Linked DNA regions of Sus scrofa: region 1 is linked to region 2. The links are chromatin contacts, called in public promoter capture Hi-C maps. All regions are on one chromosome and are shown on one strand. The core of a region is the stretch at or near the end of the contact, and the rest is flanking DNA. Distances in the headings are between cores, read along the strand shown. Region 1 holds the start of HUWE1 (E3 ubiquitin-protein ligase HUWE1). Region 2 holds the start of KDM5C (lysine demethylase 5C).

Region 1 (3,169 bases), core at 173-2,672, 440 kb after region 2:
TATTGAAATTGCATGAATTGTGTAAATCAACATAGGAAAAATGGACACCACTACAAAATTAAGCCTTCTTATCCAGAAGCATGGTATTCCTTCACCATGTATGCAAACGTTCTTTCATTATATTCCTCAATAAAGTTTTGTGGGTTTACTTCTAGGTATTTTTATTCGTTTTTCTTGCTATTGAGAATAGGGTTTTTTTTTTGGTATTAAATTTCCAAAATGCTTATTGCTTATAGATAGGAAGACTATTGATATTTGCCTGTTTACTTTTGCAATCGGACAAATAAAAAATAATTTCAACTTCGCTAGTAATCAGGTAAATGCAAATGAAAACAATGACATACCATTTTTGCCCTTTAGACAAAATTACAAAAATTGATAATTCGTGTTGGCACAACTGTGGAAAAATGGGCACGCTCGCACAACATTGAAGAGTGTAATTAGTATAGCCTTTGGGGAAGGCAATTTGGACAAATCTATCAAAATTCAAAGTGCATATACACTTTGACCCAGCGATTACTCTTCTAAGAATTTCTCCCACAGAAATACACATGTGCATGATATATAGATATATATACATATATATGTATATATACAATCCCATTTATTATAGCATTGCTTGTAATAGCCCCCTCCCTCCCCCAAAAGGGAAACAAGCCAATGTACATCAATGGGGAAATGATTAAATAAACTGTAGTACAATCATACAATGCAGCTGTTTATAAATGAGATAAATTTAGATTCCCTGATATAGGAAAATCTACAAGACGTATTAAGTTTTTAAAAAGCTGTTAGCCGAAATGAATGTGTGCGTGTGTGTGTAGTACCATTTATATACCAAAACATACATATACGACGCCTAGTAGTTACCCGCGAAGCCTGCTTGCCAGCCCCTCACCTTCCCCCTTCTCTGAGGCCGCCTTCCTTTAACCCCTGAGAGAAACGCAGAAGGCCCGGCCTTTACTCCCTCTCTAGGGCCACTTGGCCAAGACTAATGCCGGTACCTCGCATCCCCACTGTCCGCCGCTCTCTCGCCGCGCTGCCAGCCGCTGCCCGGGCTGCCCCCGAAGATGCGGCGAGCCTTCCACTGGCGCCGGCCGAGGCCTGGGGGAGGGGAGAGAAGGCGGGGTTTGAGGGAGGGCTGAGGCAGGCCGCCGGGCCCCTTCACCAGCCTCTCCCGCAGGCTCCCCAAGGCCGCCACCTCCGCGTCTCCGCGCAGGGTCCCGTGGGAACAACCCCCTGCGAGGAGCCGAGGACGGCCGCGCGAACAGAGCCCGCCCCTCAGCCCGGAGGAAGACGCTCACCTCGGCGGCAGTAGCTCCGCGGGGCCCGCAGGAGCGTGCCGAGTCCGCGGCCCTGCTTTAGACCTGCTCCCCTCGCTCGCCCTCCGCCGAAAACCTCCCCCCGCTGGCTCTCCTCACACTCGGCCTGAGGCTCCGCCCCCCGCTCGAGTAGCCCCGCCTCTGCCACTTGGGAGGGCGCTCCCTCCGCGGTGAAGCCGGGTTCCCTGCAGGGGACCGCGCCTGAGCTACTCCAGGCTCAGTAAACGCAGCCAAAGAGGATAGTAGTGTCGCTAAGGAATTGGGATTTGATTCGAGGCATGGTGGAAACCGCTGAAGGGTGATATGATTTGATTTGATTTACATTTAAAAATTAATCTCCAGCTGCCTAGTGAAGAATGGGGGTCAAGAGGGCGAGTGGGGACACAGTGTGGAGGGCAGGAGACGTCGGGGGCGCCTACCACAGTGAGTTTACAGGGGCAAACCCTTACAACGCTTACTTCAGGCACGTACTGAACCCTCAGTAAGAAGTCTCTCTTTTTCTTCTTGGTATTTTTTGGGGTGACAGTGCAATTGGCAAAGAGCTTATAGAGGATCTGCATTTGTGAACGCGTAGGAATAAAAATCTGTTAGGAGTTACCCCATTAACCATGCTTCATCTGGGGTGCAAAATGAAATTGGAGGGTGAGAAGGGAAGGGAGCTTTGAGTCAAAACTAGATACTTTGGTAAGGCTTGAAGTTTTAACAAAAAGTATGTATTAACTCAGTATTTTAAAGTATACAGACAAAATCACTATCTGATGTACTACTGACACATAGAGGAAATAAAAATTTTAATTGTACCCTCCGGTTCTAATTCCAACACTTTCAGAGCAGTGGTTCATGCACCAAATTGAGAATCTGATGAATGGATCTACTGCCTGCCAAATATATTTACACAAAATTTTGTGTATAATCTCAGCTTTATGGAGGCCCCTTTGAGATAGCTCGGACCATTAAATATTCTTACAAGCTATTTTTAATGGGTGAATGTTATTCTATTATAATGTTAATTATTTATTTAAGCAATCCTCAATGCCAGGTTTTTTGGTTTTTTTTTTTTTTTTTGCCAAGCAGCTGGTGGCATGTAGGAATTCCTGGACCAGGGATCAAACCCACCCCACAGCAACAACCCAAAGCTGCTGCAGTGACAATGCCACATCCTTAACCCCCTGTGCCACAAGAGAACTCCAGGTCTTTTTTAATTATAAGAAATACATGAAATTTGATGTAACTAAATATTTGCATATTTCTGAGACTTCTCAAGGAGAAATTTGTAGAAATAAAGTAGCTAGGGTCAAAAGGTCACTCCCCCCAAACATAGAATAGGCTCTCTAGAACAGTTAACAATAAACAGTCCCACCAGAAATATATTAGAATTCCAGTGTATTCAGATATTCCTATACCTTCACCAATATCGCTATTATAGTTTTCAAAAAACCTTTTAATTTAATGCACACTTTGTTTTTTTATTTTATTGGAGTATAGTTAACTTACAATGTTAGATTAACTTCAGGTGTACAACAAAGTGAATCAGTTATACATATACATGTATCCATTCTTTTTTAGATTCTTTTCCCATATAGGCCATCTCAGAGTATTGGGTGATTTCCCTGTGCTATGTAGTAGGTCCAACAAGGACTTTGATTTTAATTCCAATCTCTCACAGCATCTGCATTAATTCTAGCTAACGCCTAACCTTTAAATTTTTCTGTCGATTCCTAGGCCTCGGAAAGTCTAGTTCCCCAACTCCTAGTTCTAAAATCCCACATACCCTACAATCCTAGTTTTAATTTCAGTCTGCAGTAGCCTTTATTTCTCTTGCCAATTCCACTCCTTTTACAGTCCTA
Region 2 (3,553 bases), core at 807-3,306:
CCTCACCATGGACAAGGATACCTCAGAGAACTGTGGCCAGATTCCAACAAGGAAGAAATTAGCTTACCCAACACCTCCCAGAGGATCCATCTGAAACCAGCCTAGATCTGTGGCTGAGCACCAGAAAGCACCAAGCTGAATAAAAAGGCCTGTGGTGCCCTCCTCAGGTGGCAGTGAGGTTTCCCATCCGGTTTCAGCCAGGAGACACCCACTCAAAAACACCCTGTTCCAGACAAATTCAATTCCTGCCGGTGGAACCCCAAGCGGTGACTGAACAACATATATCCTTTGCCCTCCATGCTAGCAAGGTGGCAGCCTATCCTAGCCCCTGGGGGACTCCTCCTGGCCTGAAGCCAGGCCTAGGAGCAAAGATATGCCCTCTGTTCCTGACCTCTAGGAATCAAGTGTTTTAAAGGAGGCAGACTTCCATAGGTCCATTCTGTTTCTGGGAGACCAAGAATAGCTTATCCTCTGGGACTTCCTACATCCTGGGACAGATCCGAGTAGAAATCATACCCCACCCCAAGCTGACTGATCCAAGACTCTCCATAGAAGTCAAGCCTAGAGAAGTGATGTGCAGGAAGGGCCCAGATAGCACCTTCAACTGGGAAAAGAAGGGGACAATTCCCTGAACCATCTCAAGGGAGCCAGACAGAATATTCCCTGTGAGACAGATTTCCTGACTGGTCTACCAGGCCAGAATATTATCATATATAGACTGAAATGGCCTGGCACGGTTTGAATAAATATGAGTCAACCCACATAGGAGCAAACCAATGACCACATCAAACACCTTCACAGTCACAATAATTACCACTTATCTAGTACCTATTACACACAGACGCTACCTAGTTTCATCCAATTCTCGAAATAAGCATTCACGGGACCTATTTCACAGGCTCTGAGAGATTACGTTACTTGTCCAAGGTCACACAGCTGGTAAGCCGCAGAATGGAGTTTTGAACTCAGAGCTGTGATCTTCCCACTACACCACGCTGCCTGCCTTAAGAGAAGTGATACCAGTAAATAGGAAAAAAGCCTTATTTAGTGCAGCCTTGACCTAGGCAGTTTGGGATAACCAAGAGATGTGCGGGGAGCCTCTCCGTGAACTCTCCCCGGGCCACTAAGCATCCCTGTCTTGAATCTCACTGATTCTGAAGGGCGAGGTGGGAGTGGGGGTGTGGGTCTCTGACTAGGGGCCCTCAGCTCACGAAAGGACCCCTGGCCCCAGTACCCTTTCTCCCACCTGCGTCGCATCCACAACGGTCCCGGCCACCCTATCTCCTCACACTTCAAGCTGCCCTCCGCCCCAAAACTTCTCCGCCCGCTATCCTAGTTCTTCATCCCCGGCCTGTCCGCCCGCAACCACCAGCCCAGGGCCTTACCGCGGGTGGGCGGATCTTGCAAATGCCCGACTTCTCGGCGATGGGCCTGATTTTCGCGATGTAGCCGAGAGGGTCTCGGAACTCCGCCCAGCTAGGCTCGAACACTGGGCACTCCGGCGGCGGTAGGAAGTCGTCTGACCCCGGCTCCATGGTGGGTCTTAGGACTGGAAGGCTCGGACCGCCCTTAAGGGCTCATGGCGGACACCGCTGTATGAAGCCGAGGCACTGCTCGGAGACTAGGCCCTAAGCGGGGCGGCCGCCGCCCGCCGAGGGCCCAGGGGGCGTGTAGCTGCCACGCTCTCAGAGGCTCAGGCTGACGCTACGGCTATTGCCTCTTCGTCTTGCTCCGTTCCTTCCAAACTGTACCGCTGCCTCCCAACTACCGCTGCCTTCGCCACCACAGTTACCTCCCAACCGCCGGGGCCTTCATCGCCGCCGCCGCCATCTTGGTTTGTCAGCGTCTCCCCCCTCCCCTCACCACAACAAACCGAATCCCTCCGCGGGATGGCCCTCCGAGCCTCGTCTATCTTGCGTGAGACCGAGCCCTAGGAAGCCTTTATCTCCTGGGGACTGAGCTGAATAGGCAGGCGTGGGTTCCCTATCAGGAAGCGGGAACTCAAAAGTGACTCCCAGACTGAAAGAAAATAGTCCGCCTCAGCGGCGGAGGAGCAAAGTTGTAAATAACTGCCGGATCCTCTTTCCGGATGGACCGGCGGTGCACGTTTAAAGGCCAGTGGTGCGCATGCGCGTTATAAAAGCAAACCGGAAGAGGAGCTGGCGTTGGTGGGTGGTGGACCCAAACTGGCACCTCCTCGATGACCTCAGCCCTGGAGCGAGCCCCGCCCCAACATGTTCTCCTTCTCCCGGGTCTTTCCGGTGTGAGCCACAGTGGGCGGCTTCGGGCACCTGATTGCAAGAGGCCCTTTTCTGCCGGTCGGCAGGGTGGGAAAAATGTACAGAGCTCCCAGCTTTAGGAGCTGATAGCTCTAGGGCTTTGAAACAAGAAAGCCGGGAGGCTGCTCCCTTCCCAGGGATTGCGGATTTTTAGAATCCTGGGTCCCGAAGAGAGGAAGGAAATATTTATTTTGTCCGAGTTTGCGTGTAGATGGGGCTCTCAGAGATGGGGCTTCCATTTCTCAACCCCAGAGTCATTGTCAGCATTTTAATGAACACTTTCAACTGTTCTGTATGCGCTTTTATTGTGTCCGTATTTATGACATATCCCCCTACAAAATAGTCTGAGAGTATTATATATATTTTAACTATCGAATTTTAGCAACAGTATATTTATCACCTACCAGTGCCCACCGTGGGAAGCACTTAGTGTTTGCCCATTTGGGAGCCTACAGTGTACTTAGCAAATATTTGGCAAGGGGGTTTTATTTGTTGTATACAGTTCCTGTCATGAATTTGAGTACCTACTATGTGTACATGTTTGTGAGCGGTTTCTGAGTAGGTTTATTATTAACTACTTTGAGTATCAAACCAGTACTTAGCTCATACATCAGGCATCTACTGCATTTGAGGGTCATCAAGTTATTCATCAGTTGTGGGCCTACAGTGTACAGCTCGAACACCTACTGTGCACATATTAGAGTGCTTGTGTACATGCTGATTAAGTGCTTATTTTGTGTTCCCCATCTGACTGAATTCCTTAAAGGCAGGGAATATGTGCCCTTATACATCCTTAGCACTTGACATGGCAAGCAGAAAGTTAATGTTGAGTAAACAAAAGAAAAATGAATATATTTTTGAGCAGCCTTGGTATATATTGAAAATACTATATATTCTTTTCAAACATTTCCCATGTATATTTAAGCTTCTGCTGTAAGCTTGAATATGTTTGAAGAAGGTGGAGAGAGTCATTTCTTCATTTAGTTAACTGTTCCTAATCAGTTAGGTATATATCATATTGCCAACTCAGGACTGAGGTAAGGGTATCCTCTCCGAAGGAGCAGGGAACATTGGTAGGAGCTCACATCCTGGGGTCCCACCAGCTCTGCCATTTTTAGTTATGTGACCTTGGTAAGTCCCAACTTCTGAAACCGAATGATGTTGTATGGGGCTGATAACACCTACCTTGTGGGATTGTCATACAGAACCTGGCATTGAGAAGGCCCTCAGTATCTGTAAACTGTTATTTTTATTTCTGAGAGTTGACAAACAAT

The links. Promoter capture Hi-C pulls out the DNA fragments that hold promoters and counts their contacts.
Region 1: a contact with region 2 is called in a promoter capture Hi-C map of liver, with 3 times the contacts expected there. The contact joins the promoter of HUWE1 here to the promoter of KDM5C in region 2. A contact is called at or near these places in 2 of 5 promoter capture datasets (fetal liver and liver) and 1 of 47 Hi-C or Micro-C datasets (heart right ventricle).

The regions. Positions count from the first base shown.
Region 1 is chrX:46,442,893-46,446,061 of Sscrofa11.1, forward strand. It overlaps HUWE1 (E3 ubiquitin-protein ligase HUWE1), which reads right to left and starts at 1,423. Exons shown (of 85, transcript XM_013986152.2): 1 at 1,305-1,423; 2 at 1,005-1,104.
Region 2 is chrX:46,001,159-46,004,711 of Sscrofa11.1, forward strand. It overlaps KDM5C (lysine demethylase 5C), which reads right to left and starts at 2,057. Exons shown (of 25, transcript NM_001097433.1): 1 at 1,386-2,057. The coding sequence starts at 1,535.